Regions from separate parts of the Mus musculus genome. Here region 2 is linked to region 1. Evidence: chromatin contacts called from public promoter capture Hi-C data. All regions are on one chromosome and are shown on one strand. The core of a region is the stretch at or near the end of the contact, and the rest is flanking DNA. Distances in the headings are between cores, read along the strand shown.

The links. Promoter capture Hi-C pulls out the DNA fragments that hold promoters and counts their contacts.
Region 2: a contact with region 1 is called in a promoter capture Hi-C map of hematopoietic stem and progenitor cells, with 4 times the contacts expected there. The contact joins the enhancer-like site here to the promoter of Snx31 in region 1. A contact is called at or near these places in 13 of 39 promoter capture datasets (the 3T3-L1 cell line, 3T3-L1-derived adipocytes, the C10 cell line and 7 more), 4 of 15 datasets of contacts at CTCF or cohesin (CD8 T cells, the NIH/3T3 cell line, large pre-B cells and 1 more), 3 of 484 Hi-C or Micro-C datasets (the AML12 cell line, bone marrow-derived macrophages and embryonic stem cells), 7 of 115 datasets of contacts at active chromatin or transcription factors (DN3 thymocytes, acute myeloid leukemia, bone marrow-derived macrophages and 4 more) and 4 of 9 other capture datasets (adipose tissue, embryonic stem cells, liver and 1 more).

Annotation. Positions count from the first base shown.
Region 1 is chr15:36,554,190-36,558,059 of GRCm38.p6, forward strand. It overlaps Snx31 (sorting nexin 31), which reads right to left and starts at 1,384. Exons shown (of 14, transcript NM_001347022.2): 1 at 1,259-1,384; 2 at 1,071-1,145. The coding sequence starts at 1,324.
Region 2 is chr15:36,703,331-36,707,161 of GRCm38.p6, forward strand. It overlaps Gm41296 (a long non-coding RNA gene), which reads right to left. Exons shown (of 3, transcript XR_875148.3): 2 at 2,265-2,356; 3 at 727-1,377. Among named protein-coding and RNA genes, the nearest start is that of Gm41296, 4.4 kb to the right of the region's middle. Within about 2 kb of position 2,276, at least 41 of the 459 cell types and tissues checked have an H3K27ac peak or open chromatin away from gene starts, as enhancers often do. A contact at or near this core is called in hematopoietic stem and progenitor cells, where this site is marked.

The DNA of each region.
Region 1 (3,870 bases), core at 134-2,633:
GCCTGTGAAGGCAATGTCAGCTTGTGGGGACCCCGTTGCACAGGGAGCATCAGCAAGAGGGGAACTCCAAAAGCCTTGCAGACCATTGGGTGCTCCCCTTGCCAGGTGCTGGCCTCCCCAGCTCCCCCATCATTCTGAGCTAATCTGGTTTTCCTATCCACCTCACACTCTTTTCTTTTTTTTTTTTTTTTTTTTTTTAGATTTATTTATTATTTTATGTAAGTACACTGTAGCTGTCTTCAGACACACCAGAAGAGGGAGTCAGATCTTGTTACGGATGGTTGCGAGCCACCATGTGGTTGCTGGGATTTGAACTCTGGACCTTCGGAAGAGCAGTCGGGTGCTCTTACCCACTGAGCCATCTCACCAGCCCCCTCACACTCTTTTCTTTTAGGTCTGAGACAAGTCTGTGTAGCCCAGGCTGGTCTTGATTTCTCTATCCCTCACCTCAGTCTTCCATGGGCTAGGACTACAGGAATGTGCCACCCTGCCTGACTTTTATCTTCTTCCTCTTTGCCTATTTACACCCCCTGTTCCTATCTGCCACTGTCACATCCTCTGCTTGGAAGACAGCTCCTGGACCAGTCCCTTCCCAAGCCCCAGTCAGTCTCCCAGAAACCCCCCCTAGATTGCATAAGATGCTTTTGAGTCTTGTGACACTTTCTGACTACCACAAGCCAATCTGTATCGATGTAGCTCATGAGTCTTGGGTTTGCTAACAAAGGGACTTGGAAAGGTGGGCCAGATAAGACCGTGTTAGAACTAGAAGCTGTACAAAGCACACTTGTCCCAGTTGACTCTACTCTGGGATAGGTCTGAGGGCTCTGAGCGCAAGAGGCTAGAGGAAGGCTATTACTCTGCAACTGGTCATTATGGTCTTGTTCATGTTATAAGGCTGACCTGAAGTTGAAGATGTTGGTATAGGAGATAGCTCTGGGATTTAAAGAGTGCCTATAGTTCACAAATCAGGAGCCTGTAGCCAGCCCTCCTCCTCTACCACCACCACCACCACCACCACACCCACACACACACAGTCCAATGTCTTTCAGAGTAACACAATCCAAGCTCACCTGTTCATCCCAGCGGTGCAGCTGGCTGTAGCGTACTTTGCAGAAGAGGAACCCGTCCAGGTACACGGAGTACAACTGAAAGCACAGACACCCGCCTGTTATCCTAGGCGAGGATGAGGACTGGGGTAGGAGGTGCCCAGGGTCACCGAGCCCCTCCCCACCCAACCGACCCCGGGCCCCAGACGCACCACGTAGCGGCCCCCCAGCGCGTCTGGCCGCTGCTGGGACACCGGGATGCAGAAGTGCATCTTCATGGCTCTGGCGATGACCAGGGACAGCGTGGAGAACAGGACCTGCCGCCTAGAGTCTGGGCTGGGTCCTGAGCTCCCACTCCTGCCTTGGGTCTGCGGGTGGGCGGGGTCTGCGCCTGGCTCCGCCCCACCCCGCCCCGCTCCGCCCCGCCCCGCTCCCTCCACTAAACCTCAGCCTGATTCTCAGGCTGGACTAGAGACGTGCGCACACAATCAGGGTTCAGAGGGACCTCAGGGATGCCAGATCTCAGGCCAGGGTCACCCTGGAGGCCAGAGGCTGGAATTTTAGAGACTTTTGAGGAGGAAAACGTGCCTCTGTGGTGCAGGGAGGGAGGGACAGTGTCGAATTCATTTTCAGAGAGCTCAGCCCACAAAAGTTAAGAATCCTGTCTCTAGCCACATGAACATTTTATACAGCTGCCAGAAAGTCACTGATCCAACCCTGCCCCAAATCATCAGAGCCAGGCAGCTTGCCTAAGGAAACAGAGCTTCTCCAGGGGCCACTTCAGGGGCCAGGTCTCCTGTCTGTGACCAACAGAATGTCCACTTCCAGAGTGAGGGGGATGAGATGGCATTCAGATCCGCCTCATACCGGATCTCCTGGCATTTTCTACGGAGGGTGCCTTGATGATTTGGGAGTTTCCCATCACCCCAGCGCTGGCTACAGTATACTGTGGATTAAGATTAGAAAGGGGAAAGGAGGTATACCTTGGAAGTACCCTATCACAGGAGCATTAGGCTCAGGGTTTTTTTGTTTGTTTCTTGTTTTGTTTTTGTCTTAACCTTTTTAAAATGTATCATGGTGTGCAGTCCATATGTAACACTGCTTTGATGGTTTATTGTTGCTGTTTTGTACATATGATTTTTATTTTTTTGATTGGAAGTGGCTTGTTGTCTTATTCTTGTTTTTTAAGTCTTCTTTCTCTCATTATAGGAAATTTAAAACATGGATGTGGCCTGGGTCTCTCTTACCTGGGGAAGCCCTGTTCTTGAGTAGATACCGCTCTCCGTGGCTGGGTTCTTAGGAATCTTTGTTCCCAGAATCTTTCACCGACTTCTTGGTTTTTCACTGTTGATATTGATTAATTCTATTAACTTGTGAATATGGTAAAAACTGATTGTGAACTTGGTGGGATTTAGAATCACCTAGGAGCTAAACCTCTGGGTACATCTGTGAGTTGTCTGTCAACAGACTGAGCGGCACCTCCGACAGGGGACCAGGGGACGGGAAGGAACAAAAGAAGAGTCAGCTTCGCACCAGCGTTATTGATCTCCTGACTGCAGAATTTGAAAGTGGTCAAGCAGGGAAAAAAAGGAAGTGGTCTGACGCTCTCACCAATGCCCAGAGACCTCCTCTTCAAGGACCACATTTGGAAACCTGGAGAAACAGGCCAGAGTAAGAGCACACTGCTCTTCTAGAGAACATGGGTTCAATTCCCAGCACCTACATGACAGCTCACAGCTGTCTATAACCCCAGTTCTAGGAGATCTGATGTTGTTTTTGCCTTCCTTGGGCACCAGGCATGTGCACAGCACAGACACCCATTGAGGCAAAACACTCATATACAAAATATAATTAAAATAATTTTTAAAAATTAAAAATAATAGTATTTGTACCATCATTCTATCAGCATGACTTTGGAACTTTTAAATTATTTTAAAGTTAGATTTACTCATTTGTACTGGATTTACTAGAATGTGTTGAGGTCACAGGACAACTCACAGAACTCTGTTCTCTCCTTCCACTCTGTGAGTCCCAGGCTCAGGTCTCCCAATTCCCCCCACCTCCCTCAGCACAAGCAGCAGGTCACCTGATTTGTCATGATAGCTTAGTTTACCATTTTGAATATAAGTGGAATCAGGCTGTGTGTACTGTGTGGCCCAGCTCCCTCTGCACAGCATAGTTATTTAGAGATTCCTCTAGCTCATATGCAGAGTTTGCACTTCTTTTTAAATTATTTATTTATTTATTTATTTATTTATTTTTGCTTAGTGGTGTTGCATTTTATAATTTGCATCCTTTTTCATTGCTAAGTAGTATTCCGCTGTATATCTATGTCACAAAGTGTTTATCTAGCTCTATTGGTATGCTCACTTGGATTACTTACATAGAGTGAGTTTGGGGCTTATCATTAATATTTTACAAATATTACTTTAGGCTAAATACTTCTTACAACTTTATGGAAGAATACTACTCAGTTTGTGGTGAGATTAATTCCTCATAAGTCTAAGGTAAGTTAGGAACACAGTGGTAAGTGGTTAGTGCATTTAAAGTGTGTTCCCTAGCTTAGAGAGACAGCATGTGGTAGTGTCATGATTCAGCAGCTAAGTGCAAGCTTCCACTGCCCACAGTCTCAGGGAGGGCTGGACCATGTGCCGACAGCCAGTTGTGGTGGTCAGTGTTAATTCTCAAGTTGGCAGGATCTAAAAATCATCTGGGAGATGGGCCTCTGAGCATGCCTGCGGGAGTTATTCTGACTGCAGTGGTTGATTTGGGGAGGCCTGCCCACTGTGGGTGTTGCCATTCCCTAGCCAGGATCCGAGGCCGC
Region 2 (3,831 bases), core at 1,026-3,525, 150 kb after region 1:
AACAGTGCCAGTACCCACGCCCAAGCAGCCTAGAAAACATCCTTCTCTTACACCAGGTCACAACTGCACTGCGACCCACAGAGCTGCTTCACTACTAAATCCTGTGGAGCAGGGAACAGAGAGAGGTTTCTATGGAAGACTCATCCTGGCAGGTTTAGTTTCACAGGGGCCTGACACTGCCTGGCTTTTCAACCCACTGCAAAATTAGTCCATGTTAAAGTCAGACTTGTCAGTCCAAGCAGTATTCAAGAGTCATGACACTGAAGGCGGGGGATGGGGGGGTGTAGAGAGGGTAGGGAGAGAGAAGAGAGGGAGAGAGAGAGAGAGAGAGAGAGAGAGAGAGAGAGAGAGAGAGAGACTGAGAGACAGAGACACAGAGAGACAGAGAATACAGAGATGATAACAGTACTAAAGAAAATAAGACAATTAATTGTATTGGCCCTGTTGTGTGATCCCAATATCAAACGCAAAATTCTATGACAAATAGGGGCTATGACAATCCATTTATAAGTACTTCAGGTGCAGTTATACTGACAGTTTTCATTTGTAATCTTAAAAAATTGTTTCTGTTGTCAAATATCACTTGTTATTAAGTTCCTATTTAATGTGTGTTGATTCTGAGTCATCCAAGCTCAGCAGCATCTTCCTCACCGCCGAGCTCTAAGGACTAGAACTGCCTGACTTCAACCTTTGGCTTTTTATTGAAGGTTTGCTTGAATTCTCTTTGTACTGATTTTTCTGCCATTAATACTGTTTGTATTTCATCCCCAATGTGGGCCAGAGAAGCCAAAACCTGCTGCCCTAGCTATAAAACAAAACAAAACAAAAATTACATTAACATTTCTTCCATCTTGCTGTACTAGTTATCCATATAGAAACTAAGGGTCCTGACCCACCCTTGGAATGAAAACTGTGGCAGTAGAGAAGTCAAGGAGGTTGGAGACAGGCAGGCCTGGCTTGGTCTCCCCAGCGCAGGGCTCCTTGTGTCCACGCACGTGGTGGTCCTTGTTTCTTGAAGTAGCAGCACTAGAAGCAAGAGTCCAGTGTGGGTGGCCCAGCTGAAGGCTCCAGAGTCCCATAAAACTATGAACAAATGTCCTCTTGTTTTCCTCATTAATTTGTTTCTTGCAGGAAGTAGGGGTGGGGGTAGAGAGTGTCCTCCTCTGTTCCTACTTCTTCAAGTCCAACAAGATAAGGATCTGGCTTGTTCAACTCTGAGTCTCTCAGGCTCAGCTTCTTAGACTACTTACTATCCCCTCTTGTTTTTCTGAAACAGGTTTTGTTATTTTTGCTGCTGACTGGTTGTTTACATTGCTGCTGAGCACATGGCTCAAGTGGGTACAGTGCTCCAAGTACAAACATATTGTGGCTCATAGCCTGCAATACATGAGACAGAAAAGTCACCCATTGTTAATACTTAGTGGAATGTCTTTAGATAGAAAGATTGTACTATTATTTTCTCCATTAATCAATCAATCGATTAATTAATTAATTCACTTTACATCTCAACCGCTACTCTTTCCTCTGTCTGCCCTCCTGCTCCCCGCCTCACCCCGTGCTATTATTGACTCTTACTTTCACCTGTGCTGACCACAAACTCATAGCAATCCTCCTGCTTCAGTCTTAGATTACAGGTATAATCCATCAGGACCACAAAGGTTGTGTATGTATCAGTCAGGTGATAAAAAGTCTTCTAATTTGTCACCATGAACTCAACCCCCTTTGAGGTCAGGATTTGCTCACTTAATGAGCAAATATTTGAGGCAATGTCTTGTGAAAAATCCCGTTAAATAAAGGGAATTGGCTGTGTTTGGAAGTAGGACCAGGAAGGAGATCATTAAAAGACAGGTGAGGTGGGAGAAGGGACCAGCAAACCTGTAGGTCCAAGCGGGAAAGGGAGAGCGGGGACCCCAGCATCTTTGATCTCTAACACCCTCCTAGCTCAGCCCTGACCAGGTTCCTCTAGGGCAGACGTTCTCAAGCCCCTTGATACTGTAATCCTTTAATACAGTTCCTTATGCTGTGGTGACCCCCAGTCATAAAATTATTTCACTGCTACTCATAACTAATTTTCTTACTGTTGAGTCATAATGTAAATATCTGTGTTTTCTAATAGTCTTAGGGGACTCCTAAGGGTGAAGGGGTGATTTAACCCCAAAGATTTCAAGATCTGCACATTGAGAAACACCTCTCTAGTCTCTTCCCTAGATGGTGACACTGCTCTAGGCTCCTCCCCAGGTGGTGACACTGCTATAGGCTCTTACCCAGGTGGTGACAGATGGAAGTTGGGTGCCCGTTCCTTTAGAGAACTTTAGAGTTCTTTCCTAGACGTGTCACAAGAGGGTAGTGTCTCCTCCTGCAAGGAGACCAGAAGGAAGCATGAGGTGGCAGAGATACACTCACTGAAAAGTGGGTAAAGATGCTTGCTACCAAGCTTGGCAGCCTGAGTTTGGTGTCCACAACCCACACAGTGGAAAGAAGGAACTGATTTCTGAAAGTGGTTCTCTGACAACCATGCAGTCGTATGCATCCGTAACATGCATGAGCGTGGGCCTGTGTGAGCATACCCCGCCCCCCCCCAATCAATCAATCAATCAATCAATAAACAAATAAGGTTTTACAAAGAAAGGTGGGCACTCCTGAGGCTTTTTGTTTTCTAAAAACAGATTGACTTTTTTTTTTTTTCTCAGATGGAGACGGCTTGGTCTACGTAGCTGCTCCAGGTCACTATGGACTGATTGTTCATTAAGGGTGGTTCATCTCTCTTAACTTAGTGGCTGTGGCTGCAGTGGAGAGGAAGTCCTGGCTCTGGGTAAGGTACCTGGGTGCCTGTGAGCTTGGCTTCCTAGTTGCTGTTCCCAGCCACAGCACGCTCTCACCACCTGGTGACCATACACTTCAACTGCAAGGCCTGCTTTGAAGATGTTGGGGAAGCAGCCTTTCCTGAATGGGAAGAAAACCTCTAGGCTAAAGTCATGGGCAAAGAGTTGCTTGGTTTTTTTTTTAATTCATAAATAGTAATCTTGAGGAACCCGTTGGGGTTGCTCTCTTCTCTGGGTTAGCGTGCATCTCGGGTGTGTTTCAGGAATACTTGCTGGACATCTCACCCATGGCCAGAGTGGTGAATGAAAGTTAGCAGGTGTGCCACAGCAGGGGTCTCAAGCTTCCCACCCTCTTGGGTCTCCCAGAGCCTCCCCAGAGAGAACCCGGAGCTCAGCCTCCTGCCAGCCTCCCTGCTCTCCAAAGACAGACTTTGGTTTGGTTTTGTTGGTGAGATCAAAAGAGTTGAAGAAGACTTTGAAGTTAACACATTCCTTCCTAGGAGGGGCCAGATACCCTAAATCCCCCGTATTTACTATTTGATTCTGTAGCTTCTCTTACTGTTGGCTTTGTAGCTCTGCCTCACTCATTGTGCAGGGGGAACTGTTAAACCATTAACACTCTAGTGTGAAGAAGAGCCTGAGCCACTTTCCTTAGGTAAAGCTTCCAGCTTGCAGGGACTTGGACAGGGATTAAAGAGAGAGTGAATGTGGGTGGAGAGGGCCTAGAGTGTGGTCTTCCTGTGATCCTGGGGCCAAGAGGGGCAAGGGAGACCCCAAGGGCACATTGCAAATCCCATCACCCCAATCTGCAGGAACACTGATAAAACATTAGAGGGCCTGCAAGATGGCTCAGCTGGTAAAGGTGCTTGCCACCAACCCCGAGGACCTGAGTTTAAGGTTTAAGTCTTGAGAGCTATATGTTGGAGGGAGCCAGCTCACTCTTGCATATTGTCTTCTGACACACACACACACAACTTTAAAGTTGCAGTTGATGGAGGGAGATAGGATG